Regions from separate parts of the Ovis aries genome. Here region 2 is linked to region 1. Evidence: chromatin contacts called from public Hi-C data. All regions are on one chromosome and are shown on one strand. Each heading gives the region's core, a stretch centred on a gene start, on an enhancer-like site or on the middle of the called end of the contact. The rest is flanking DNA. Distances are from core to core; before and after follow the strand shown.

Region 1 (4,609 bases), core at 2,038-4,537:
TCAGAAATCAGTCATGGTAGGAATTTTGACACCACAGAAGTCAGCAAGTTACCACAGATCAGAGTTTTTCCCACTGGAGAAGAGACTGTTAAAAATTTACCAACCCGTCGCTAGGCACTAAGTGCATCACCAAGGCTGAACCAGTTGATCCCATCTGAGGCTCTGAATCTGGAGAAAGTGACCTGAGATGAAAGCACAAGACAGAACCCCCTTCCTGCAGCAGCCTCTGGCCACAGCAGGAGCATCTTCTTGGAGGTGGCAGTGCTCAGGGAGCCCTGGCATGACCTAGCCCAGGTCTTCCTTCCGCCTGATTTCCTTCGTTTCTGCCCAACTTCCAAGCCTCTTTCCCCTGCCTTCCCATCAATTCCAAGAGTTTTCCTTTCCTGCTAAGTGAACCAGAGTCAGTTCCTCCCAAGGGGTCTGTCAGGTATAGATGGCTAATCATCTATACACAGAGGTCCTCAAAGGAGGAGAAGCAACTTTCATTTATGGAGTACCTACTGTGTGCCAAGCAGCAGCTATCTAACAACTAAAAATGCCATTAATTCTTCTGTGGATTGTTCCACTGTCATGAATTGATACTAATCTATTGATAAATATTCGAACTCCACAATGGGTAAAGTGCTGCAAAGAAACTATGGGATATACTGACAAAGCTGAACAATCTGTACCGCCCCTTCTGGAATTCACGGTTTAGCTGGTGACATTGGTATGTGCTCACGAGGCTGAATATCTGTCTGGACACAAGTTCTCACTTGTAAGGAGTATGGGGAGTTGTAACTTCCAATTCTGGGGATCAGGGGAGGCTTTCTGGAGAAAGTGGGGTTTGAGCAGAGCCTCCACCATGGCCACCTCTGTGTGTGTGTGTGAAGAATGTTATTTCCTTTATCCATTTCTTTTTTTTTTCCAAAAGTCAAATAGTTTTCTACTGGAAAATCCCATACATTCATTTCCAGAAAGGGTTCAGCAACATACAGAGGACATAACCTGTGAAGGGAGCCACCTGCAGCCCCACTAGCCCCAGGTGACCACACGGAGCAGTGCCACCAACGCCCTTCAGCCCAGCTGCACAACCCTGCTCTGCGTGCTGTTGTGCAACCAGCTGTTTTCACTCAACAATATGTCATGGACGTTTTTCCATGCCAATTAGTCCCAATCTGCATCATATTTAAGTGGCTGGAGAGTATTCCCTTATATGGATGTACTCTAAATTAATCAAATCCCCATTGATAAACATTCAGTGTTTCGGGCAAGGGCAGGGAGTCAGGAGCCCCATAGTCCAAGCACACATCTTGGCTCTGCCACTGACCAGCTGGCTGTTCTTGAGAGGAAAACTGACCTCTGACTGCAGGTTCCCTTTCTATAAAACAGGGGTATTAAGAATACCCACTGCAGGGAAGTGTCATGAGTAGGTATTTGTCAAACTTTGTAACAGTTTCCAGCACATAGTAGATGCTCAGTTAGAACCAACTGTTGTTGCCATCACATGGTGGGGTTGTGACCGCCATCACCTGTGCTGCCCTGCTTAATCACTCAGTCCTGTCTGACTCTTTGCAACCCCATGGCCTGCCAGGTTCTCAGTCCTGTCTGACTCTTTGCAACCCCATGGCCTGCCAGGTTCCTCTGTCCATGGGGATTCTCCAGACCAGGGGACCGTCCCAATCCAGGGATCGAACCCAGGTCTCCTTCATTGTAGGAGGAGTCTTTACATTCTGAGCCACCGAGGAAGCCCCTCCCCACCATTACCTACTTAGGATAAAACTTAGAAAGTGAAAGTCACTCATCATGTCCGACTCTTTGAAACCCCATGGACTATACAGTCCATGGAATTCTCCAGGCCAGAACCCTGGAGTGGGTAGCCATTCCCTTCTCCAGGGAATCTTCCCACCCCAGGGATCAAACCCAGGTCTCCCGAACTGCAGGCGGATTCTTTATCAGCTGAGCTACCCCACTACCTACTTAGGATAAAACTTATAAGAGGAATGAAACAGTTAAACGGTAAACATATTAAAATGCTAATAAGCATCACCCAATTGCCCTCCAGAAACGTCCCCAGCGTCGCAGGGGGACCTGGTGTTGGCAGGAGGCAGCGAGAGAGGCAGTCCCTGCCTCTGGGTCTGGAGCACTGTCACCCTCACGAGTCACCAGCAAACCAGCCGGTGAGGTCTCCCGACTCGCCCAGCCTTCTGGGTGGCATTCTGGAATACAAAGCAAGAGGAAAATTAACAGCAAGTCAGGTCAGACTCCCTTTGATTTCTAGAAGGAAAACTAGGGTTGAGGCCATATTCAAAAATATAGGTCAAATCTTGGTTTCTGTGGTTACCAAACACTGTCAGCCACCAATGACTCCCTCCCTCGGGGGCGATGCCAGGGTTCCGAGGCCTGGCAGCCGGACCCGGCTCCCCTCGGTCTACGCCCGCCGCCGGCGCAGGGGCCCGCCCGCTCCGAGCGCCGCGGGCCGGCCGGGGGGTCCGCGGGGAGCGCGGCGGGGGTGGGCGCGGGGGACCGCGGGGAGCGCGGCGGGGGCGGGCCCGGGGCGCCTGCCCTCCGCCGCTTGGGGCGGGGAGCGGCTCGGCGCGGCTGCGGCGGGGCTGGGCGCCCCCTCCCCGCCGGCCCGGCTCCGCGCGCCCCCGGGGCAGGGAGCGCGCCGCCCGGCCCGGGGCCGAGCCCGCCCGCCCGGGGAGGAGGGGCCGCCGCCGCGGGAACAATGCGGCCGGTGTTCGGCGGCCCGGCGGCCGCGTCCGCGGCCCCGCCCCTCCACGCCCCTCGGCCCAGCCGCCGCGGGCCCGGCGCAGAGGGAAGAGCCCCCTTATTTGGTCTTGGAAAGAAAGGGGAAAGGTTATCCCCAGATGCCTGCAGCGTTGGGTCATCGGCCCGCGGCCCTGGGCCCGCGCCCGGGAGCAGCGCCCGCTCCCGCCGGGAGGTGGCGGCGCCGCGCCGCGCCGGGCCGCCCGGTAAACAAGCCCGCGGCTCCGGGTGCCCCGGCCCGCGGCCTTTTGTGTGCGCTTCGGGGGCGGGGCGAGGATGACGGGGGGTGGGAAGGGGCGGGGCGAGGGGCGGGGCGAGGGGCGGGAGGGGCGGTGACTAGGGGGGGCGGGGCGGGGAGGTGGCTGTGGGGACCGGGAGGGGCGGTGACGGGGGGTGACCAGGGGGAGGGGGAGGTGACCGGGAGGGAGGGGGAGGTGACGGGAGGGAGGGGGTGACTGCGGGGAGGGGATGACCGGGTTGCGGTGACGGGGTGGCCGGCTCGACAAGGAGACAAAGCCCCTGTTTGCGGCGACCGTCACGCCCTCAGTGCCGGGGAGCGGGCCGCGGTCGCAGGGTGTGACTCGGCGGTGCGGAACCCTGGAGTGCACGAGGGGCGAGTGCACGAGGGGCGCGCGGTGGGGAGGCCGCCCGCTGCGGGGCCTCAGTGAGGCGCCCCCTCGGTCCCCACGGCCGCCCCTCAGGTGAGCTGTGCGCGCGGAGCCGGCCACCGCCTTCTCTTGGCCGCTGTGTGTTAGTCGCTCACTGGTGTCTGACTCTGTGACTCCGCGGGCTGTGGCCCGCCAGGCTCCTCTGTCCATGGGATTCTCCACACAAGAACACGGCCGTGGGTGGCCATGCCCTTCGCCACAGGAACTTCCCGACCCAGGGATCGAACCCGGCTTCCTTCATCGCAGGCAGATTCTCTGCCTTTTGAGCCGGGCGGAAGCCGAGGCCCGGAAGCGCTGGGCAGAGAAACCCGCGCTCGCTGACCCTAGTTGCTGACCCTCACACCACACCCGCAAGCCAGGACTCATCTCTCCGCTGTACACGTGGTTCTGAGAGGCGGGGGTCACGGCACAGCAGATGGCACAGCCGGGATTGGAACCCTTGTCCTCCACTCCAGAGCCAGAGCCGCCCTACAGTGAAGGGCGTTTCACCTCTCCAGAAAGAAACGGAACGTGTTCATCGCTCGGTCGTGACCGACTCTTTGGGACCCCATGGACTGTAGTACACCAGGCTCCTCTGTTCATAGGGATTCTCCAGGCAGGAATACTGGAGGGGGTAGCCTTTTCCTTCTCCAGGGGAACTTCCCAACCCAGGGATCGAACCCAGGTCCCCTGCATTGCAGGCAGATTCTTTGCCTCGTTCCAAATAAAGCTCCTGTAATATGTATCATTCTCCAGAGTTCTGTAAAAAGAACTGAAAGATTAACATGATTTGAATTTCTTCAGCAGAACAAAAGTAAAAGCCATCACCGTGCGTAGGTGGCTCTGGTGGGTGAACCTGCACCCCCAGCTGGGAAGGAGACCCAAGTGGGGAGCTGGAGCTTCTGCTTTTACTGCTTTGGGGGTGCACCATCCCGTGAGGTACCTGCTACTCCGCAGAGGGCTCCAAAGAGGGGCCCGCCAGGGGGGAAGCTGTTCTAACTTTTATTTTCTATTTTAGGCAAGTTGCAGGCAGCCCTTTTGTTTGGCTGAGGTCCCACAGGCTCCCCTCCTCTGCCCATTGTTCCATCTGCCTTCTGAGGATGGGAGTCGGGGGTGTGCCAATAATTTTCACTTAGGAGACCTGCTTCATGTTTCATCATCTGGAAAGAAATTAATTTTTCAAGCCACACAATTATAGGCAACTTTTTAAGGAG
Region 2 (4,432 bases), core at 799-3,298, 330 kb after region 1:
TTCAGTTCTTGGTTCTTGCGTACACCACGCCAGCTGTCGGACTGTCCTTGTGTCCCGGCCAGGCGGAGAGAGGAGCAGATACCTGGAGGCCTCTCTCTCTGAGATGCTCTGGGGGAAGGGGTGGCAGGAGCTGGTGAAAGTTCTGCGCAAGGTAGGGAGCATTTTTTAGGCTGAAAAAGAATTTGCCTCTTCTCAGGAGGACAGAAAAGGGCCTGAGTGGCAGAGGAGACGGCATGAACAGCTGCGTGTGTGCAGAGAACCATAGAGGGACAGAACTGCCAGGGCCTCCACCTTGGGGGTCGGGGGTTGAACGAGTACGTGTCAGCCAGACGCCAGCTCCGAAAGCACGCGCTAAGTGAGCTGGGGGCGGAGAGAGGCTGAGGACCGTGTGCAGAGGTGCGCAAGTCCAGAGCATGCTTATCGCAGGCCTGCATCTCCGTACACATCAGAAGCCGACACCACTTTTGCCCTCGGGAAGTTCAGTGTCTCACCAGGCGGCCAGAGCTGCGATCCTAGTCTGCACGCAGTATTGGCCAGGCCATCAGGGGCACTGAGAGGCGCGGGAGGCAGGGGCGGGAAGCGGTGGAGAACAGCGGCCTCTCCCGGGCTGGCAGGGGATAGCACAGAAGGCGCAGACTGAGTGAAGGGCGTGAAGGGTGTGTATGGAGGGCACTGGGGCCTGCGACCGGAACCGAGTGCCCCAAGGGAGGTTGGTTGGAAGGAAGGAGGCTGCAGACCTGGGGGCTGGGTCTAGGGTGGAAAGGACGAGGGCACTAACTCCACGCAGCAGGCAGTGGGGGCGAGGCGCTCTTGGAGCAAGCAGACAACAGAGGCTGGCAATCCGTGGAGCCGGGGGCGTGTGTGTGCGGGGGGGGGGGGGGGGCGGTGATACAGAGGACCCCCAGGTTCACTCTTAAGTTCCGTCCTGCCAAGAGCCCTTTGTATCTTTATTTTTAAAGCTCTCCAGCAGTCTGGCTGTCTGGCCACGGGTGGCAACATGGCTTACCATGAGAGTGTAGAGTCAGCAGGCAAACAAGTGTTCTGGAGATCCCTCTGGTGTCCAGCTCCCCCCACAGGCCCCCGCCCCCTTCCCTTCTCCATCAGCTCCCGGAGGCCTCTCTGTGGACTCTCTCTCCCAGGAAGGTAGTGTCTGGAGACCTCTGTGTTGATCGTGCCCCTCCTGGAAGCAGCCCCAGGAGCTGCCGGGCTTGGGGGAGCAGCACCTCCATGCTGAAAGCTGCCGATTTTCTTGCTGAGGTCCCAGGAGGATGGTGAGGACAGGAGGAGGAGTGGATTGTGATTCAAGGCAAAGTAGAGCAGGAGTTACCTTGGCATGCGTGCAATATCCTGGGTGAACTACCCCCTCTATGGAAAATGCAAGTTAACTGTTTATTTCTTGTCAAAGGAGCTTAATACAACATCATCTCAGTTTCTTTTTATATGTATGTTTCCAAACACGGTCAGCCCTGAGTGAGATCACAGCTCCAAAAACTTGTGATGAAAAGGTCTAACAAGGCGTCTAATTCACCTCTGTGAAGGGCACATTATGTAAGCAAACAATTTTTAGTACCAGGGTTTAAAATCACTTCTGCAGAGACAAAAGTATACACTGTGGAGGGAGGGGGAAGAGGGAGAGTCAAGTGAATCGGCCCTCGCCCGTTCCCTTTTGGGAGTTTTTAAGTTGTAGGAAGAAAAAGGAGAGCGAGAATTGTGGAAACAAAACCTTTTTGGTTTTCCACTGAACAAAAATGATGGGAGGATGCAAGTCAGCAGTTCTCGCCCAGGGGATCTAAAGGGCGCCCACTTGTGTCTGCTTTTCTGGGGGGCCCTCGGCCGTCTTCCCGCCGCGGGTTCCTTTTGTCTCAGGGCCGCCCGGGCTCGGGACGAGGACCGGAGCAGCGGGCATCCCGCGCCCTCCCGGCTGCGGTGGACCGAGGTTGTTTACTACTTTCCACTCCGAGTGGCACGCCAATCACGAGGACCCGCCCTCCCCACCGCCCAATCGGCTCGCTGGGAAAGTCCACCGAGCCAGGGGCCCGGGCGGTGACTGGCTGGCACGGCCGTCAGTCAAGCGCGCATCCCGCAAGGATGCGGCGGGAGTGTTGAGGCAGCGATCAGCAGAGCGGAGGAGGAGTAACCTTCCCCATAAACAAGATGTGCGCCCCCCTCCAATAAAACGGGGGTGCGGGCGCCGAAGCGTAACCCAGCCCTGGGGCCTCAGCGAAGCCGAGCGAGCGGCGCGCGGAGCCGGGGAATCCCTCCCTCCCTCCGCTCGGCCTCCCGCCCACCGCCGCAGTTGTAAACACGTTTCCCTCCGTGGCTGTTTTCCTTCTCGCAGTGGCCATTACAGGCTGCTGTTTACCAGAATCTCGCAGGGCATGGGCGGCCTTCTGGCCCCAGTCCTCCATTGCCCGCGCCCCCCTGCCCTCATGCCAGCCTCTTTCTTTTCCCTCTGGCTAATCGTGCAGACTAAAGGAGGCTGGGTTACCATCAGGCTGGTTTTCCTTTGATTCCTGCCCATGTGGGACAAGTCACGCTTTGTCAACATGCACCATTTTCTGCGGCGATCGTGCTTCCTTTTTAAATTGCGTGCTTGGGCTAGACGGATTTTGGTTAGGAACACTGCACACGAAACTGGCGCAGCTCTGGAAGGACTGGGTGGGTTTTTGGTTGTTGTTGTTGTGACTGTTTTGGGATGCTTGGAATGCTCTTGTAATTCTGCGTTTCCTTCCAAAACGGGTCTTGAATCTCTCACCCACTAGTAGGTTTGAGATCTGTTGCTATACCATCACCAGCAGCACACGCAAGAAAGACAGCATTGTGTTGAGCTCAATGTTTTTGTACCTTCCTCTGTGGTCTGAATCAGGTTTCCCATTTCCAGCTGCACAATGTGGTTGTATTCAGTGTGATAGGGGCGTAGTGGACAGGAATTATTTGTGACAGGGCTGCCTGGAAGATGCGGACTGGAGTTTGCGCGGCCGGGAGCAGCTTCAGTGTCTGAAGCTTCTCTGTTACGCTACAGAGGCTCTGAGCAGAAAACGCAGGCAGAATGGCAAAATCCAGCAAGAGCATGTGGCATTCGGTTCAAAAATGCCCCGCCCCGCCACCTTTTTAGGAGCCGCTGTTCCAGATGATATCCAGTCTTGCTTAACGATTCTTTTCAAAAGAAAGGAAGAGTGCTCTATAAAGAGAGCTTGTTTTGGGACATTTTGTGAGAAGCCCCGTCAACAGTAAATAAATGATTTTGAGGTTCTGGTTTGCTGAGTGATTAGGCCTCCTTCGGGCCTGAATCACAGTCACAGAAAGCCTCTGCTTCTTGGTTTATAGTAACTGCAGAAACACAGCAGAGCTGTAGCCATGGGGCGAGCCATGTCAGCCCTGCAGCCTGTGTACTTTGTCAGCAGTGGGGCGTGTGAGGTGCTTACCGGGAATGAAAGGAGGGGAAGATAACACTGCAAATATAAATATAAGGAATGGTACGTGGTGGTCGTCATGATTTGCAAGAGCAGCTTCCAGGCCACTTAAACCCTAGGAAACATGTCCCATTTCAACTTACCCATCCCATCCGATTTGGATTTCCCTGTCTCTCTCCCCCTGTTCTCGCTGTCCCTTTGTACTCCGCAACGAGGATAATTTTCCTGAGAGGAGGGGTCTCAGGGCGCTGTGGGTTGGGAGAGGGGCCAGGGCAGAGTTCCGCCCAGCCTTGGGGCCCCTGAGGTTCTGGGTGGCATTGTCGCCCCACCGTGTGAAGTTTCAGACAGGGCGAAGGCAGGCAGAGAGGCACTGCAGTCTCAGGCAGGGTGCTGTCACGCTCTGAGCCCCCGCTTTGGCCCTCCTAAGCTCGCGGGGGCCATTCCTTTGTAAGCCTCGGTGTCCCCCCGGGGTGAGATGGAGAGAGTAACGCCCCGCGCAGGCTTGTGAGGCCTAGGGAAGCTCCCCAGGAAACGTGCCTGCCTCCCTGCGGGGCCCCTGGAGGTGCCCAACTGGCCTCTGCTCAACCCTCCTTCTCGTGGCCCCTTCCCGCGGGCCTCCTCCTGGTTCGGAGTGGCACGCTGAGCTCATCTTTTGCTGGCTTTCTCTGTCACCTGCTCTTGTGGCCAGGTCAGCCTGTTCGTTTTTCCATGCCAACAGCCTCTCCGTGCCAGTAAGTCACGTCTGAATAACCAAAGCCTGTTTCCCTGCAGGAGGACGCCAGGGCAGGCGGGTCGGGAGCCAAGCGGCTGTCTCCTGTTCAGATAGAGCGGGGGCTGGGAAGAGCAGGAGAGCCCTGGCGGCTCTGCCGACCTCGGTGGAGGTTTGGAATCACCTTTAATCCCACCCCAGGGTCAGGTTCCCCGGGGCCCGCCCGGAGCTCGTGCTGATCTGGCCGTAGCCCTCCCCGCACCCACCTCCAGACCCCTCAGCGCCCCTGGCTGGGTGCGGCTCCCGCGGC

The links. Hi-C and Micro-C count contacts between places; a contact is called where the count stands out from the background.
Region 2: a Hi-C map of hypothalamus shows a contact between it and region 1, with 4 times the contacts expected there. The contact joins two enhancer-like sites. A contact is called at or near these places in 2 of 16 Hi-C or Micro-C datasets (blood and hypothalamus).

The regions. Positions count from the first base shown.
Region 1 is chr18:7,067,559-7,072,167 of ARS-UI_Ramb_v3.0, forward strand. No RefSeq gene overlaps it. Among named protein-coding and RNA genes, the nearest start is that of SYNM, 40 kb to the left of the region's middle. Within about 2 kb of position 3,288, at least 23 of the 54 cell types and tissues checked have an H3K27ac peak or open chromatin away from gene starts, as enhancers often do. A contact at or near this core is called in hypothalamus, where this site is marked.
Region 2 is chr18:7,400,158-7,404,589 of ARS-UI_Ramb_v3.0, forward strand. All of the region lies in intron 2 of IGF1R (insulin like growth factor 1 receptor), which reads left to right. Among named protein-coding and RNA genes, the nearest start is that of PGPEP1L, 170 kb to the right of the region's middle. Within about 2 kb of position 2,049, at least 46 of the 54 cell types and tissues checked have an H3K27ac peak or open chromatin away from gene starts, as enhancers often do. A contact at or near this core is called in hypothalamus, where this site is marked.